Regions from separate parts of the Hordeum vulgare genome. Here region 1 is linked to region 2. Evidence: chromatin contacts called from public Hi-C data. All regions are on one chromosome and are shown on one strand. Each heading gives the region's core, a stretch centred on a gene start, on an enhancer-like site or on the middle of the called end of the contact. The rest is flanking DNA. Distances are from core to core; before and after follow the strand shown. Region 1 holds the start of LOC123399847 (beta-glucosidase 31-like). Region 2 holds the start of LOC123399842 (U-box domain-containing protein 33-like).

Region 1 (4,100 bases), core at 1,249-3,748, 210 kb before region 2:
CCCCTTGGGGCTCCTTGAGCCCCAAGGCAAGGCCCCTCCCCTCCCACCTATATATACGGAGGTTTTAGGGCTGATTTGAAACAACTTTTCCACGACAGCCCGACCACATACCTCCACGGTTTTTCCCTCTAGATCGCGTTTCTGCGGAGCTTGGGCGGAGCCCTGCTGAGATTAGATCACCACCAACCTCCGGAGCGCCGTCACGTTGCCGGAGAACTCATCTACCTCTCCGTCTCTCTTGCTGGATTAAGAAGGCCGAGATCATCGTCGAGCTGTACGTGTGCTGAATGCGGAGGTGTCGTCCGTTTGGCACTAGATCGTAGCGGATCGTGGGACGGATCGCGGGACGGTTCGTGGGACGGTTCGCGGGGCGGATCGAGGGACGTGAGGACGTTCCACTACATCAACCGCGTTTATTAACGCTTCTGCTGTGCGATCTACAAGGATACGTAGATCTGGAATCCCCCTCGTAGATGGACATCACCATGATAGGTCTTCGTGCGCGTAGGAAAATTTTTGTTTCCCATGCAACGTTCCCCAACAGCATCAGCGTACGTGAAGCGCGGCTCCGTGCTTGTTTTGGTGGGCGCGCCGTGGACGATGGCCTGCGATAGAAGACGAGACACCTATTGTGGATGCCAGCGACTCACCAGCGGTGGCCATCTTGGGACCAAAGTGGCGGCGACATCTCGGGCTCTACTTTTCCCCGATGTCGTCGGCGGACGCGGACAAGCTGGCCACCGACTCGTCGAGTTCCGCATAACCAACTTCTTTCTCCATCGTCTGAGTGACCAACGTTGACAGCGGATGACACAATGTCTGGCCTCATCCATGCTAGCCACGATGGCTGTGCTCCCCCCGGTGTTGGCCTGGAGCAACTCGCCACTCCTTCGCGTGGTAGCTTGGAGCGACAAGTAGTTGTACCACGCGACGGCTTGGAGCAACAACTTGCTCCATCGGGCTAGGCGAGGGAGGTGAAGCTGCGAGCTACCTCGCTCGTATTCGGCGGGCTAGGCGAGGGAGGTGAAGCAGCGAGCTGCCTTGCTCGTATCCGGCGGGCTCGACATGCCACCCAACCAGCTTTTATGCCAGAGAACTGCTCTTTCTACTCGTCAGATGCCATCAAAAAAATTAAGAAAATGGTTGAAGGAGAAGATGGGGAGCGGCGGAGTGGTGCAATTCTTGTCCCGCGTGTGGCCTTCTTTAAATAGTTGGCGGACGGGAGGAGCTTCCCCATCGTTGTGCTTAATGTCGTCCACTCGTGAACGGATGTGTGGCCTGAATACGTCTCTCGGCATACACGTGGGTTTAATGGATGTGTTTGAATGCGGCGAGTAGACGTGTTCAGCCGGGTGTTCAACAGGGGCGCCCTCGACCGGCCCGTCGTTTCAATGATGTTGCCAACGAGAGGCCGTGTACGCCCTAAGCTGTCTTCAATGGAAGCGACTGCTCTAAAGTGACATGAATGTGGGTAGTTGACGTCGGGCGAAAACGTGCGCTGGCGGAGGAGTGGTTTTGGTGGGCCAAGGCGGCCAGAAGCGAGCGTCGATGTTGTCCGAACGCTCGCAAAGCCTCCACCCCTATGTTTGTCTCTGATTTACGAAAAAATACGTTTGAATCATTCTGCGAACTGATACAGACCCACGTTAGATGACAACATATGTTCGGATCATACGGTTCAAATGGATGCACGCGGCTTTAGAGTCGTTGGAGATGCCTTAGAGATATTGGGGAGAGAGAAAATAGATGTCTTAGAGCATCTACAGTCGAACGTCTTAAATGACCACTCATACGCCCGCGGATGCACCCGGTCAGTAACCGGACAGGAGAGATAGAGAGAAAAAGTGACCCAACTAGATCCCTCATATCATCCCTATACGCCAGGGCTGTCTACGAACCTCATATCCATCTCAAATATGAAAATGATATGAGGGCTAGCAAACGCATCGATTCGCCACATAGGACGCGACCCCACCCCATCCCGAACCACCTTTTTGTTTCTTTATTCATTCTTTTCTTTCTCTCTCTTCCTCTCCATCAATCAAGTGCAAGTGATCAGACATATGAGAAAGAAAATAAGGAGTATGACTGTGCAGACGAACAAATAAAAAACACGGCCGATCACTGACCGGGCGTGTCCGCAGACGTTTAGATAATATTTGCCATGTTGTTGTTGCACGAGCATGTGGGTTTGGAAACATGATCAACTGAACGTCGACAAAAAAAAAAGAGATGAGGACCCGATGTCGGCAATCCTGTAAATTCGAGGGGCAAAGATATAATTTTGCTAAATTAAACCAAAGTAATACAAACGAGTTAAAGTTAATTCAAGGTAAAAATCAAACTTCAATCTTTAATCGAGTTAGAGTATCCAAACAACCCAAACAGTTTATTATAAACCTTTTTGAGTCGCAGGAACAGCGGGTCGACGTGCGCGGGAACGGTGGTTATCAGCCGACGTGGTGGACCCCGGCCGGCCTTTTCCAATCCTCGAGAAGGGACAACGGACAAGCGGTGCCCGCCCGCTTGCGTGCGGTTCCGTCCGGTCCGCTCCGCCGCGCAGCCGGTCCGGCGACGCCAGCAAGCCAGATTCCTTTTCCCCGACGGCCGACCACGACGCTGACCCCCGAGTCCTATACCACACGTACTCACGCACTCGCAGCCATGCCATTCGCAAGCTTCAGCGGCCGTAGACAGAGCACCGGCCGGGAACGGCGTATAAATTAAGAGACCATCACCCACCAGGCCACCACCACCGCCGCCTAGACAGCGCGCAGTGGCCGGCGAATCGACGGAGCTAGCAGCAGCAGCCTGTATATAGGCGATGAGGACGCCGGCGACGACGACGCTCCCCTGCGTCCTTGTCCTTCTCGTCGCCGTCGCGTCCCGGGCGTCTGCGGCGGCGATCACCAAGGGCGACTTCCCCCCGGGCTTCGTCTTCGGCACCGGCTCCTCCGCTTACCAGGTACGTACTAGGAGTACGTTCTACCATGCCACGCAGCTCAACACCGGCCAGTTCCGGGCTACCTCTGCCTCGCCCTCGGCGTTGCAGTTGCATACATACATGGTACTAGTATATGGTTCGTGGTGGGGATTTTCTCCCATCACAGCTCACTGCTCACACTGACAGTCACAGCAGCACCTACACAATTAAAACAGACAGAGATACCACTATATATATATATAATTTTCTCGCCCTCCTCTGTGTTGGTTTTGTTTATCAAACTACTACTTCATCCGTAAACTAATATAAAAACATTTAAAACACTAATTTAGTATTAGTTTACAAAGGAAGTAGCTAGTATATTTTTTTTTCTTTTGAAAGATCCAGCTAGCATGCTGCTGGCGTTCAGTTCAATTGATTTAGCAGAAGAGAACGGGGAACAATATTCGATCAAGTGGTCGTGTGGATGACAGATGATGAGACGCAAAGCTTCGTGGCTATGTATGATGCCTCTGATAACTTCTTTCGTTGATGCAATCAGCTTTCCCCGAAAAGTGCAGGAATTCCTTTCCTGCCATCTCTCTCCCAGCAAACCTAGTATAGTTGGGGATGCAAATGGCGCAATAAACGGTGCCGCAAACCTCGTCTATTTTATTTTTGTTAGCTTGACAGTTCATTTTTCCCCGAAAAAAAAACACGGTATTGAAATGTTAGACGATAAATATCTTTGTGCAGAGCAAGAAATTGCTGCCAAGTATATGCTGGCTTCTTGGTCCATATCCTCTTTCTAGCACCACCACACGTTCATCTCACCTTCATACATAGAAACAACGAAAAATCCCCACTTTACCTTTAAAGGAAACATTAGAGAGGTTGCATTTGCGTACCGATTACCTATTGGTGCGTTTTTACCTTTTCCGGGTGTTATTTTCCTTCACCTGCTCCTTCGCCTTTTCCATGACGACATTTTTTGTTCACACGTGACGGGTCCTACACCTACAAAGTGAACTGAGCCATCCATCGGACGGGTGGAACAGGGCGTGCAAGAAAGTAATGGACATGGTGGAATACAGGGTCCATCTCCCACCAACACAAACTTTCTTTTTAATGTTTGCATATCCCTAAACTCGATCCAACTTAAGTAACCAGTCACCGG
Region 2 (3,687 bases), core at 425-2,924:
ACATGCCAGCAATTCAGAGCTCCCTCCATATCCAGTGCCTCCAGTATGCTCCAGATGATCATTGCTGCACTTAAGGAACGATCTCATCCAACAAATTACTAGATATGATTCAGATGTTACTGGATGCAATTATGGTCTTTGGAGAAACTATACCTAGTGGACAGATATTTGCCATTAAGCACCACCCAAACCTGAGAGCATTTACGAAGAACCGCATTCTTTGACATGTTCCTGCATAATTTAGTTTATTGTTATGCAGTTTTATGGGCTAAGGTACTGTCCATTTCTGTGTACAGGTAACATTGAATAACATATACAAAGAGGCAATTGCTTAGGATTAGATCTCACCTTGAACCGATGACAATTCTCTTGATTTTGAGCTTCTTTACCAGGTTTACAACACCAGCAAGGATGTCATCATGTGTAAGGTAATGTGCTCTAACCTGCAAGGGTACCAGCCCGCTTAGAAAACATATTTTCTCCACATGGTTTGTTTGCTTAACTTCATCATCAGATAAAACAATGGTTGTGAACAAATATCACAGGACTAGAGTGCTTTTCGGATGAACTCAATAAGCACTGCCGTGACCTTATTTATCTTAAGCTGAACCGAAATCGTAGGATACCTCTCTTGTATCATCACATAGGCTTTTATATTTTAATAGCATCTTGACCATTGCCTCCGTTTCTCTACCTCTATGCATCTCCTTCTCCTTTTCATCTGCAAACTTGTATAGCAGCTTTCCACCCACTGCAGTTGTTGATTAGAAACAATCAATTACTTATACCGCTAATAAAACAAAAGGTTATACTTTATCCTATTAATATTGAAAAAAACTTACTTAAGGGCATCTAACTGTTAGAGCTTTACAAAGCATGAAAAATATTTGGCTGAAAAAAACTTACTGAAGGGCATCCACTTGGATGGCCAATGAACGTGGACAAGAACTATGGTGGCCCTTGGAAAATTTGCAGCAGCCCATAATATGTTAGCTTTCTCCTTTCTGAAGTTCTTCCCGGTCGCGATATGAACCTCTTCTTCATCCATCTTTCTTATTCCCTATACAGACCCTGAGAAATCAAGAATTGGCATCATATCTATATTCTGGTTTTGCTATCTGGTTCAGCGGAGCTGAAGACAGACGACCTAATAAAACTACAAAAGGTAAAGATCTCTGAAAATGTTCTAAAAGTTTTGTGGAAGTACCTAAATATGCTGGGCCACTTTTCATCAACTCCGTGGCATCGATATGATTGTCGTCCTAGTCCTTGTTCTGCCTCTGTCTTTCCCAGGTAGTGTCAATTTTAGAAGGCCCAAATGGGAGAGTAGTGGTGTTTTTAAAGAGTGGCCTTGGAGTTGGTTACTGTCTGATTGTATCTAGCAGCAGTGAGTGCATCATCAATTCAATATCTGACTTCGGGTCCCAAGCGTTGCCCAATTAATAAAAAGTTCTGTTCAGTTTAGGAAACATTGGTTAACTAGTAGCCATTCCAGTTTACATTTTCTTTTTTGCGAAAAGCCATTCCAGTTTACGAAAAAGGATAACCAGGCTGATAATGACTTTATTGTATTTTGGTGGCAGGAGATTGTCTCCTGCATACGTCAAAAGACGTTGATAGACCAACTGGTTGGTTAAAAAGCAAATAAAACTTGTTACACGAATGTTTGGTGTTCTGGAGATAATATCAATACATTTTATATTTTGTTATTGATTATTTAGAACTTAATTAATCATCTTATTGTCTTCTCTAGTTTGGTATTTTTCTATAAGGATAGCTTCATCAGCTTCCGCTCATTTTTTAGCAAGTATAGCTGTGAGCTATCTACAATGCACGTAATCCTGATGGCGATGGGAACCCTGGCATTTCCACGAAGTTTCTACTACTTTCAAGTAGTTTCTAAACATGAATGTCCTCCGTGACTTGACTTTTGATGCTTAGCAATGAAGTTGTCCGTTAGGTGGCGATTATTACAGGCCATCCATCTCACTGGCCGGCATTTCCAACCAGATGGTTACTTTCATGATTCGAAAAAAATTGTCCAGGATAGATCATATAATTAGATACTTGGCACTTGGTAGTATTGTTCTTTCCCAGGAGGTACTCTCACATAACTCTTGCTGTCAAGCTGTCAATATGTTAATGCACATCAAGACATCTCCTGTTCTTTATTAAAATGTGTTGAACAGCATATACCAGCATGATACCTAGAATATGCGAAGATTGGGGTTGCAGCATGTATGCATTGGAGGCTCCATTTGACTCATTTGGAGGGAAGTGCTTGTCGAGACAAATTTGCTGAGGTATCTGCATAGGTAAGAAAACTTTGGCAACTTTGTGCACACCACACATCTTGTTGAGAATAACTTGCTAAGTGATCTGCATAGGTAAGAAACTTTGGCAAATTTGGGCACACAACACATCTTTGAAAGATGGTTTTGTCCATCAGGATGTATTTTTAAGACACAAGAGAAGCAGGCGTACTGATGAAGTTATTAGTATCTCATGGCTACGTCATTTACCTTCTCAGAAGTTTAATGTTGATTGTTCCCGACATTCAGAATAGACAGGTTGGATGCAAATTATAGACTTATGGAACATGTAAACATATGTAAAATGAATGCTTGTAATTAGCGACATTCTGAATTGATAGTTCCATTCAGATATGCTTCCCTACTTTCTAGTCTCGATCAGCATTCAGACACCAGTACCACAACAACGACGATTATTGATCAAACAGTGAAAAAACAGAGTGCAGCATCCATGTACAATATTATCACCACAGTTTTGACTATACAGATCCATGTACAAACACTGGTACACTGCTGATGGAGCTCCAAGTATATTATATTTTTGATACAAAATTTTGCTGAAAAGCAAAACAAAAACGATGTGTATGCCTTTACTTATTCTGTTGGAGGGTATGTGCCTATTATTGTGCGTAAAGGGGTTAAGGACATAGTATTAGTTCATTTTTAGGTCCTATGATTGTAAAAATAACATATTATTGGGCATCTGTCTGCAGCCATTCTTGGATTGCAGAACGGAGGGCATGGTTCGGCAAAAGATCACCGTGGAGTAGCTCAAGATTTGTCATGGGTGATGTATGGTGGCCACTGTCAATCCACTCCCTTATAGCTTCGGCTTCATAGGTAAAGCCATCTGCAGCAATTAGAGGCTCCCTCATGACATCCTGCACCGTAGAAATGCAAAGGTGAAACAACCTGAAATGACAAATGCTTTCTATGCAAGAAATCAACTGAGCTTGTCTAAGAAACAAAAATTCAGGGGGAATTTAAGGTTAATTACACATGCTTCGTATATTTTAAAGATATCCCTCCATTCTTTAAGATATTAAAATAGACAGCAGAAGAAAATGATATTCACCAATCGAAATGTATGACTCACCTGTAGTATTGGACAGATGAAGTAGGGCGGCACACCACCAAGGTCTTCTGATACTGATTTGAATGACAAGGAACACATCATAATGGAAGCAGGCTTCAACATTGGTTCAAGTACAGTCCAAACCCCCTTTTGCAGGTCAGGACGGTTTTTTCTTCTGATCTCGCAGCATTTCAGACCTACCCGAGCCAATTGCTCAGCCTGCATAGCAGGCCAGTCCCCAGCAGATGAATCCAATATTGCTTCCAAGCAACCCTTTTCCACAGCCTGTTGCACATCTTT

What was found. Hi-C and Micro-C count contacts between places; a contact is called where the count stands out from the background.
Region 1: a contact with region 2 is called in a Hi-C map of leaf, with 2.7 times the contacts expected there. The contact joins the promoter of LOC123399847 here to the promoter of LOC123399842 in region 2. A contact is called at or near these places in 2 of 6 Hi-C or Micro-C datasets (leaf and seedling).

Annotation. Positions count from the first base shown.
Region 1 is chr5H:490,623,296-490,627,395 of MorexV3_pseudomolecules_assembly, reverse strand. LOC123399847 (beta-glucosidase 31-like) reads left to right here and starts at 2,498. Exons shown (of 13, transcript XM_045094230.1): 1 at 2,498-2,965. The coding sequence starts at 2,825. It overlaps LOC123399849 (a long non-coding RNA gene), which reads right to left. Exons shown (of 2, transcript XR_006610441.1): 2 at 3,683-4,100.
Region 2 is chr5H:490,410,552-490,414,238 of MorexV3_pseudomolecules_assembly, reverse strand. LOC123399842 (U-box domain-containing protein 33-like) reads right to left here and starts at 1,674. Exons shown (of 10, transcript XM_045094225.1): 1 at 1,208-1,674; 2 at 907-1,071; 3 at 627-751; 4 at 349-443; 5 at 154-231; 6 at 1-64. The coding sequence starts at 1,048. It overlaps LOC123399841 (U-box domain-containing protein 33-like), which reads right to left. Exons shown (of 9, transcript XM_045094223.1): 8 at 3,409-3,687; 9 at 2,741-3,193. The coding sequence ends at 3,005.